2 separate regions of the Zea mays genome follow, and region 2 is linked to region 1. Evidence: chromatin contacts called from public Hi-C data. All regions are on one chromosome and are shown on one strand. The core of a region is the stretch at or near the end of the contact, and the rest is flanking DNA. Distances in the headings are between cores, read along the strand shown. Region 1 holds the start of LOC100275265. Region 2 holds the start of LOC100273932 (Zinc-finger domain of monoamine-oxidase A repressor R1).

What was found. A called contact is a pair of places that touch in the nucleus more often than the background predicts.
Region 2: a contact with region 1 is called in a Hi-C map of leaf, with 3 times the contacts expected there. The contact joins the promoter of LOC100273932 here to the promoter of LOC100275265 in region 1. A contact is called at or near these places in 3 of 25 Hi-C or Micro-C datasets (ear, leaf and tassel).

The regions. Positions count from the first base shown.
Region 1 is chr1:274,142,162-274,146,579 of Zm-B73-REFERENCE-NAM-5.0, reverse strand. It overlaps LOC100275265, which reads right to left and starts at 2,171. Exons shown (of 2, transcript NM_001149394.1): 1 at 1,998-2,171; 2 at 951-1,894. The coding sequence starts at 2,072. The coding sequence ends at 1,286. It also overlaps a transcript of LOC100279548 not described here.
Region 2 is chr1:274,368,011-274,372,428 of Zm-B73-REFERENCE-NAM-5.0, reverse strand. It overlaps LOC100273932 (Zinc-finger domain of monoamine-oxidase A repressor R1), which reads right to left and starts at 1,876. Exons shown (of 6, transcript NM_001148324.1): 1 at 1,712-1,876; 2 at 1,098-1,620; 3 at 919-989; 4 at 745-822; 5 at 574-661; 6 at 1-463. The coding sequence starts at 1,372. The coding sequence ends at 349.

The DNA of each region.
Region 1 (4,418 bases), core at 922-3,421:
ATTCTAATCATGTCTGCAGATGCTGTACATTTCCTTTCCTGCATAGCGTAGTCATGTTAACATGTTAAACCGAACAAATTTGCTCCTTCAACAAAAAAAGAGAGCAGAACAAATTTCATGACACCATAACATAGCTTTCAGCAGAACCAAGATGTACCGTACCATGCCTTCGTTTGCCGAATCCAATGAGCGAAATATTCGGACTTTCATATGCCACTCCATCCGTTTCACCTTCATCTCTTTGCACATTCTCTTGAAAACTCAACTTGCACATTCTCCTGAAAACTCAACTAGGTATGGTGAACTGGCAGAAACATTGAAGGCGACGCCCAAACAGCCTGTAACTACAGCCAGACTGGAAGTTCCCAACAAACTTCCGTTAATTTCAAGGCTGCCACATTGAATCAGTCTACTACTACTCAACTCAAGTAAGATTGTATAACAGATCGTGATCTTAAGCTAACATGACTACGCGAGAAACATCACAGCCAGTGGCTGAAGTTGCGTAACAGGCAAGCATCAGAACGTGTCATGCTCAGGCACGTACCAAACTGGGTCCTCTATTCAACAGCCAGCCTTCTGCTGCTGTAGCTGACTGGGTGCCTCCATGAAACCTAGGACCAGCCAGTGTCGGTATCACCATCGCCAGAACTGGTACCAGACCACCGGTGAAGGACGTTTCGCGACGTCAGCAGATCAAGCGCGTTTCATCAGACACAGTTGCGTGTCATCTGCCACAAACAGGCGTGGGGCCACACACCGATAGTGTTCGTCACTTCATCGATCCGTTCACTAATGTTCACCAACGGAGCGGCAGATCGAAACAGACTGACAGCAAATCTCGAAAAGAACTACACAGGCATATTCCATGTGACCTTTAGAACACCCATCAGTCTCTGCAATTGTGGCTGAGCTAAACAGAATTCCATGAATCACAAGACAAGACTAGCAAATGGAACGATCAGACTACTGCATTGCATTGCGCGAGCGCGACAAGGAGACACAGAATACAGCGCCGGAGCAACACCACTCCGGCCACCACCACCCCCAAACGTAAGGTAGAGAAATACTACGAACCACTGACACACCGCCGGCCACCGCCGCCGAAGCTGCCTCCACTCGGACTCCTGCCCCTACACGCTCCCCGGGATTAGACAGTAACACACGAACTGAGACGAAACCCACACCAAACAGACAAGAGCTGGAACACAGGGGCAAAATGTTAGCTTGCGCCAGCTCGCCGCCGCCCCCTGGCCGGCTGGCCGGCGGGCGAGACCTCCCCGCATCAGACGAAGCCGACCTCGGCGAACTGCGGGCGCGCCGCCTTGGCCGACGCTGGTGCGCCGGGGCGCGGCCGCGGGGCCATCCCCTCCGGGAGCGGGTTCTTGCGCGGCCGGCCACGCGGGCGCGGAATCTTGGGCGGCGCGTGCGGGTCCCGAGGCTTGGGCGGGCGGCCGCGCCGGCGCGGCGCGGCGGCGGCGGCGGCGGCTCCGGGGACGCCGATGGGGCCCGGGCCAGCAGCTCCGGGCACGCCGGCGGGGAAGCCCGTGGGCCGCGGCTTCGGGGGCCTCCCGCGCCCGCGCTTAGCGGGCGGCTGCGGCAGAGGCTCCGGCTCCGGAGCCTCCTCCTCCTCCTCTTCGTCGTCGGCGTAGTCGTCTTCTTCGTCGTCAGCCGGTGACTCCGGCGGCGGTGGGACCGGCGGCGGCAGCGCGTACTTTCCCCCCGCAACGGCGACGAGCTCCCCGGCGGCGGACATGCGCGAGAGGTGGGCTGCGACGAGCGCCGGGTGCGAGGCCGGCAGGTCGCCGCGGGCCTCCGCCTCGATGCGGCGCGCGATGGCGGCCTGGCTGGAGCCGTTCTCCTCGGCGAGCGCGGCGAGGGCGGCGACGATCATCTGCAGCAGCCAGGGCAGGCGCACGGGTCAGTCAATTCGGCAGATCGGCACAGATCTGGCGGAAAGGAGCAGCGCAGAGCAGAGGGAAAGTAGGTAGGGTTGCCTCGGGGTAGGAGGGGGGCACGAGGTCAGAGGAGCCCGGGGGCGAGCCGTCGCCACTGGAAGTGGGAGTGGCCATGCCTGCGCTGGCCGCCTCGGCTGCTGGCTGTCGCTTCCTCTCCCCTCTCGGCGTGTCTGGGCGCGTGGGAATTGGGGGCGCAGCGCACGGGGACTCGGGGGTGGAGGGGAGGGGCCGCGACGACGCGGATCTGAGACTGGGGGGCGCTGCCGCTGAGGCCTCAGGGAATGCAAGTACAGTTTGGACAAGGAATCTGTCGGGGATTCCGCGCGTGGTACCGGAGTGACCCGGGCCAGGCCAGGCTCCCTCCCAACGATAGTGGGTTCGGATAGGCTGGACTCGACCGTTCGCCGCTGCTGCTGCCGCCTGCCGTCGGCCGTGGTGCTTGACCAAGGCATTGTTCCTTCTCTTTTTTTTTTTGGCGGCTGACCAAACCAGGACACCGGAGCGCCGTGGGAGAAATGATGATGCAAAGGAGGGAAACTTCGTGGGTGGCGATTCTATTTTAACCGGTTGAGAAATACACATTGCACAACAGTCGACGGCAAACCGTAAGAGTGTCCGTTGTCAGGGGCGAATCTAGGGGGTTTATCGGGGTCAGCCGACCCTGATAAATTTTATAAATCCTTTAGTAAAATACTGTTAAAGTTCATAAAAATTTATATGATATAGCAAAGCTGCTCTTGATGATCCCGATCATATTATCGGCTAGATTCGCTACTGTCCGTTGTTGATTCTAAGGCTGGTGCCAACGCGGGCGGCAGCGCGGGCGAGAAGAGGCCGCTGCCGCCCGCGCGCGGGCGATAGGCGGGCGAGAGGCCGACGCCGGGCGATGGCGCTCGCGCCCGGCGAGAGCGGGCGATATCGCCTTGCTCTCGCCCGCGCTGGAGCGCCCGCCCGGGCGAGAGGCGGGCGAGAGGGAGGCGAGAGGGAGGCGAGGCACTGGCGGGGCGAGAGCGCGGGGCGAGAGCGCGGGCGAGAGCGACGTGGCGCGATCTGATTGGTCCACGTGTCGCGATCTGATTGGTCCACGTGTGCTAGCCGTTGCAACTAGCCGTTTTTGACCGTTTGGAGTCCAAAAAAATCGAAAAAAATGCAAAAAAATCACAAATTTCATCCCCAATCCCTCTATATATTTTAATTATATAATTTTATTATGTCATTTTATTTTAATTATCATGTCACTGGAGGAGGAAGGTGAGGATGAGATCGAGGAGTCCGATTAGAGTTATGTAATTTTATTTTAATTATCATGTCATTTTATTTTAATTAATATGTACTTTGTAATTTTTAATTCAATAAAAAATATTATGTTGTGTGTTTTCTGAGCGTTGAAATAAATCCGCGTGAATTACTTAATTCTGAAATAGAAAAGCTGACGTGGCTATAGCCTGAGGCTGTAGCCTGCTGCAGCCTGTGTACTGGAGCAGCAGGGGCGAGAGTGGAGGCGAGAGCTGACGTGGCAGGGGCGAGAGGGAGGCTGTGCACTGGACTCAGCCTAAACGAGTGGAGATAGATGGTGGTTATCCACGACCACGTGACTACGTGAGCGAAGAAGCGGTGCGTCACTCCACTTTAGAGCCGCCCGTCGTTTCGCTTTATAAATTGACACCTTCTTTACTCCACTGCTTTTTATGCTATTCATATAATGCCGGTGCGTTGCGACAGTCTACTTGCTGCTTGTCACGACAGCGATGTCTCGCTTATTAGTTTGATATGTGCACTAAGAAACGAAAATAATATATATTTTTTATGTTTGGTGAGATTTTCGTTTGTTTCCATCTATAAATAGGATTATAAGCGAAACCAAACAGGATTTAAATGTATTGTCACCTTCTCGTTGGTTCTTGCCCAGAGCTGTGGTTCTCGGCGGCACCGGCACCTCGATATTCGGCTTCCTTGGGCTGTGTATCTAGTGGCGATTGAGGGCGGTGGGGTGCAGTCGTCACTGGCGCTGTTCGACGCGGAGCAATTAAACGACGACAATCCGGTGGACCAATCTCTTTAGTTGAAATTGGAATAGAAAATGTGACAAATAAGACCACTAGATATAGCCTAACGTGTAATAATGAACCATGATAAAAAAAAATTCGGACGTTGAAAGTTAATTGCGATAAATGTTGCCGAATAAGGGGACTAGCCTTAGGCCGTCTTCATCGGCTCACGGAGCCTCTCCCACTATCTGCTATAGCGTGTACGTGGGGGTGAAGTCCGGTCCAACACCCCCCTCACCCCCTGGCGCTGGTGTGCAGTTGTTCTCACCCGTTGAGACGGAAGCTCTAATCTCTCCCCTCTCCACTAATCCACAAGAATAATTGTAAAAAATAATTATTTTGAGTTTAATTAGCAGATAATATCTCTACTAACTATTAAGTTAGTAATGTAGACCGCCCCCGCCTCCTCCCG
Region 2 (4,418 bases), core at 627-3,126, 230 kb before region 1:
TTTCAACAGAAACATTTTCTCCTAGAGGCTAAGATGCCTACTATCGGAACTGCCAGACAAACGGACTCTCGCTATAACCTCTACCAATCTACCATCATCACTAAGCCACTGCAGAAGTGAAACATGCAAAACCATACGTCGTCAGACAACAGACTGCCACTACAATCTCTATGTCATCATCGTCGCTGTAGAAGTGAACGTGCCAACACCATTACACCAGTCGTCATCAGAAAGCTTGTCGCTTCAGCCTGTCCATCAGAAGGTGCGCAACTGACTCGTATCCTTGCTCCCTTGCTGTTGCAATGTCAAAGAAAGTGAAAGGAAAAAAAGAAGAAGCAGATATGTTTATCAGTAACAGCAAGAACAGCATGTTTCACATATGTGGACAGGAGTCGAGTCAGAAATACCATTATATATGGCAATCCCAGTCGGTGGTATCTTCCGCTTCTTCAAGCAGAAGGAGCTGCATCATCGTGTATGACCCAAAGGGGTTAATGAATGAGCGATGGGAAAGTGATTTTTAAAAAACACTATTATATATCCTGACAGAGAGGGGGTTGAGGAAGCGCTCACCTGTTGCATATCCAGAATTTCTTGATACCCTTCTCCTCAACGCAGTGAGGGCACAGCCAGTTCTTGTTCTTCCGCACCTCTTCCATCTCTGCTACCGCGTTTCATAGTTTAGTAAGCAGGACAAAATCCAGCAAGAACAATGCCATTCCAGCGTTAAGCAAGTCCGCTTACCTTCGCCGTACCTAACTTTCAGGCAACCACGGCAGAGTATCCCATTAGAAGAATGGCAAGATGAGCACTCCGTCTTTCCTGTCAAATGTTTGCCAAAGTATTGAGCGTTGACATGATCATACTAGGTGCGGAAATCAGGGGGAAATAGGAGAATCCTCTACGGATTCTTTTTACCTAAGCATGGCTGCTTCAGGTCTCCTTCCCCGCAGCGCTTGCAGTCCTCCTCGCCGCACAATTTCTTCTGCCTTTGATCATAGAGAACGACTTTTTGTCAGCTACTTGTACACTAATCCCGCGCGGTCTTTCTCAGGAGCACCAATCGGTGATTCATGTTTGTAATGATGAGCGTGTACCTGCAGAAATGGCAGCAGATCCCAAGAACAGAGTCGTACACGCCGCCCCTCCCCCTGCTGTCGCACCGCCTCTCCTGCAGCGCCTGTACCCTCTCCTTGGCCACCGCCACCGCCCACTTCCCCTCCTTATCATCTTCCCATGTATCATCCTCATCCTCCGATCCCGCCGCCGTCAACTTACTCAGAACCCCTGCCAGAAAATAAAAAGGAACTTGCTTGAACTGTTTCCCGTCGGCCGTCACATATAACACGACTCGATCCACGGAAGAGAGCATTCAATGCTTCAACCTGTGCCCTGTCCATTCAGCCGAGTGGAACAGCGGTGCGTCGACGCGGATCCGGTCGGGCGGGTCGGCGTCGCGGCGAGGAGGCGGCCGGAGCGGCGGAGCGGGGTCATGCTCGTCACCCGTGGCCTGGGGGTCTTCCGAGGCGTCGCGCTCCCTGCCGCGCGGTGGCTGGAGGCGGAGGCGATGTCGCTGAGCTCCCCCGCGCAGCGGAGAAGGCCGAGCATCTCCATCCGGGCCTGCAAACACGACACGAACGAGAATTGGAGATGATGCGAGAAATTCCTCTTCGAGTGGAGATCGAATTCGGGTAGGGTGCCTGCGCCTTACCATGTTCTCGGAGATGCGGGCGTCGCGGAGACTCTCGTAGTCGGACTTGGCTCCGAGTTTCCCCATGGCGTCGGCGGCGGCGGCTGCGGCGTCTTTGGACGGCTTGCAAAGATTGGTTGTTGTGCTTGGAGGATTGGTAGTGGGTCGCGAGTGCTGAGCAACGGCTCTATGTGAAGTTTGAATGGGAGAAGAAAGGTAACAGAACGGCTCTATTTTATGCCGAGCGCAGGGTGCGAACTGCAGTGTTGCTACACATTTACCATTTTGCCCATGACGCTTGACGCATAAAATATCACCGAGAGATCCTTAAAACCTTAATCCTAATCCTAATCCTTGTTTTAGGATAAAACGAGAAAAAAAACGTTCCCAACAGATGCATTCTCCACAAACTATCGCAGGTGAAAAGAACCATCTCCACGGCGTAAAACTCGGCCGCCGCCCGAGCTCCCCCATCAAGCTCCCGTATCTCGTACGGAGTACCTGTGTTTTTTCAAACAAATCGTGTCAGCCTGCGTCAAGCAAAGGAGATTCCGCGGGCTCACCCATCCTCGGATATGAACTGCTCTTGTTGAAAGTCAAGAAATTCTACATCCAAGGGAGACAGATTGTTCCTCGGATATGAACTGCTCTTGTTGGAAGTCAAGAAGTCCTTGGCTCTCTGAATTTCCACTCGCGATAACTGATGCGGAGTTATACGATATCTGAAATGATAAGGACATCCGACCAAGAGCGGATCTAGACAAAAACAACCAATCCATTAAATTATAAAATCATTAACTCATTTTTTAATAGAGGGGATAACCCTCTATTTCACTATGAAATAGAAAAAGACACAAGTTCTTACAAGACCAAAGAGCCAACCAAAATTTAAAAGCCGATAAGACACACAACTATCAACTACGACAAAACTAAACCTGAACGAACCAAACTACCAGAAGCAGCACATGATCAACACAGAGCTGACCAAAGACATAGTTCGCAAAGATCAAACTAGAGTAGTACGAAACTAAACAGCTTCAGCCCCGATATAGCCCAAAGTTTTTTGGCAGCCTGAAGCTACCGAGGCGAGGGGGGAATACAACAAACGCAATGATGATGAACCAAAATAGCCAAACACAGCAGAATCTTCATTGGATCCGTCTGTCGATTGGCTTCCAGCCACGAGTCTTGTTGTAGATCTCACACGCCATCCTTCTGATTTTGAGGCTTCCTTGTTCCACCAATTTTCTTTCCTTCTTTTTCTGACGGATAGCCCAAGTATCAAGCCAATAGCAACAGGAGAAAATCACATTAGTCGGATCATTAATTCTATCAGTTCCAAAGCAACAATCATTGCGACATCGCCAGATCGCCCAAATGACAGCACCACAACCAAAAAGGACCAGGTTCTTTTCAGTTTTGTTAAAACTATCAATCCAAGAGCCAAACAGATCATCCACACTGTTGGGTATACAAGTTAAGCCAAGAGCCGAGTAGACAATTCTCCAGGTAAATCTAGCAACTGAGCACTGAAAAAACAAATGATCTATGGATTCTGAAAATCCACAAAAAGTGCAATCCAGATTGCCCTTCCAATTTTTCTTGAACAAGTTATCCTTGGTCAAAATCTTTTTATGCCTAACAAGCCAAAAAAGCTTTGATTTTATATGGGAGTCTATTCTTCCACAAGAAACTAGAAGGCAAAGGAATCTGAACCCATTTGATTTCTTTGTAGAAAGAATTGACAGAAAATTTTTATTACCCAGAAGCCAAACTAATTTATCATCCTCCTCAGAAATAGTAATATTATTACGCTGTGTAATAAGGCGATTATAGTCATCTTCCAAAGCACCATAGATCCTTCTCCTAAAATTCACAGCTCTAAAATCAGAAGAAAAGGCTTTTGCCGCTGTGATATTTTTGTCATATGCAATATCAAACAGACTAGGATATTTAGAAGACAGAGGTTCTAAATCACACCAAATATTGTGCCAGAAGCTGGTACTATTGCCATTGCCTACCTTTTTTTACAATATTTGTAAAAATTGTCTCTAACATCAAGAACACCCTTCCAAAAGTGAGAATCACTTTGTCTTTTTTTAATGAAATAATAGGCCTTCCTTTAACATATTTATGTCTGATAATGGTCTGCCAGAGCCCATTCGTATTTTCCAACTTCCAAATCCATTTAGCAAGAAGAGCCCCATTCATCTTGTGTAAATCCAAGACCTCAAGGCCACCCTGACCTCTCGGAGAGCAAACCATATTCCAATCAGCCAAATGATATTTTTTGTAATATGGCCACCTTGCCACAAAAGCCTTTTTCTGAAGAGATCCATACTCTTCAAAATATTCTTGGGAGCTTTATAAATCGAGAGCATGTATAAAGGGACATTGGTAAGACTGCTATTAATCAAAACTAACCGACCACCCAAACTAAGGAATTTTCCTTGCCAAGAACCCATTTTTTTCAACTTTCTCTACTGTGGGTAACCACAGGGACTTACACAGTTTTTTTGTCATCAATCGGAACCCCCAAATATTTCATAGGAAGACAATTATAAGGACATGTAAAAATGTCACCATACCACATTTCCTTATCAACAGCTTCACCTAGACAGAAAATTTCACTTTTATGAAAATTGATTTTGAGACCAGACATCTATTCAAATAAGCAAAGAATAAACTTAAGATTTCTGGTTCCCTCCAGATCATTTTGGAGCAAAAA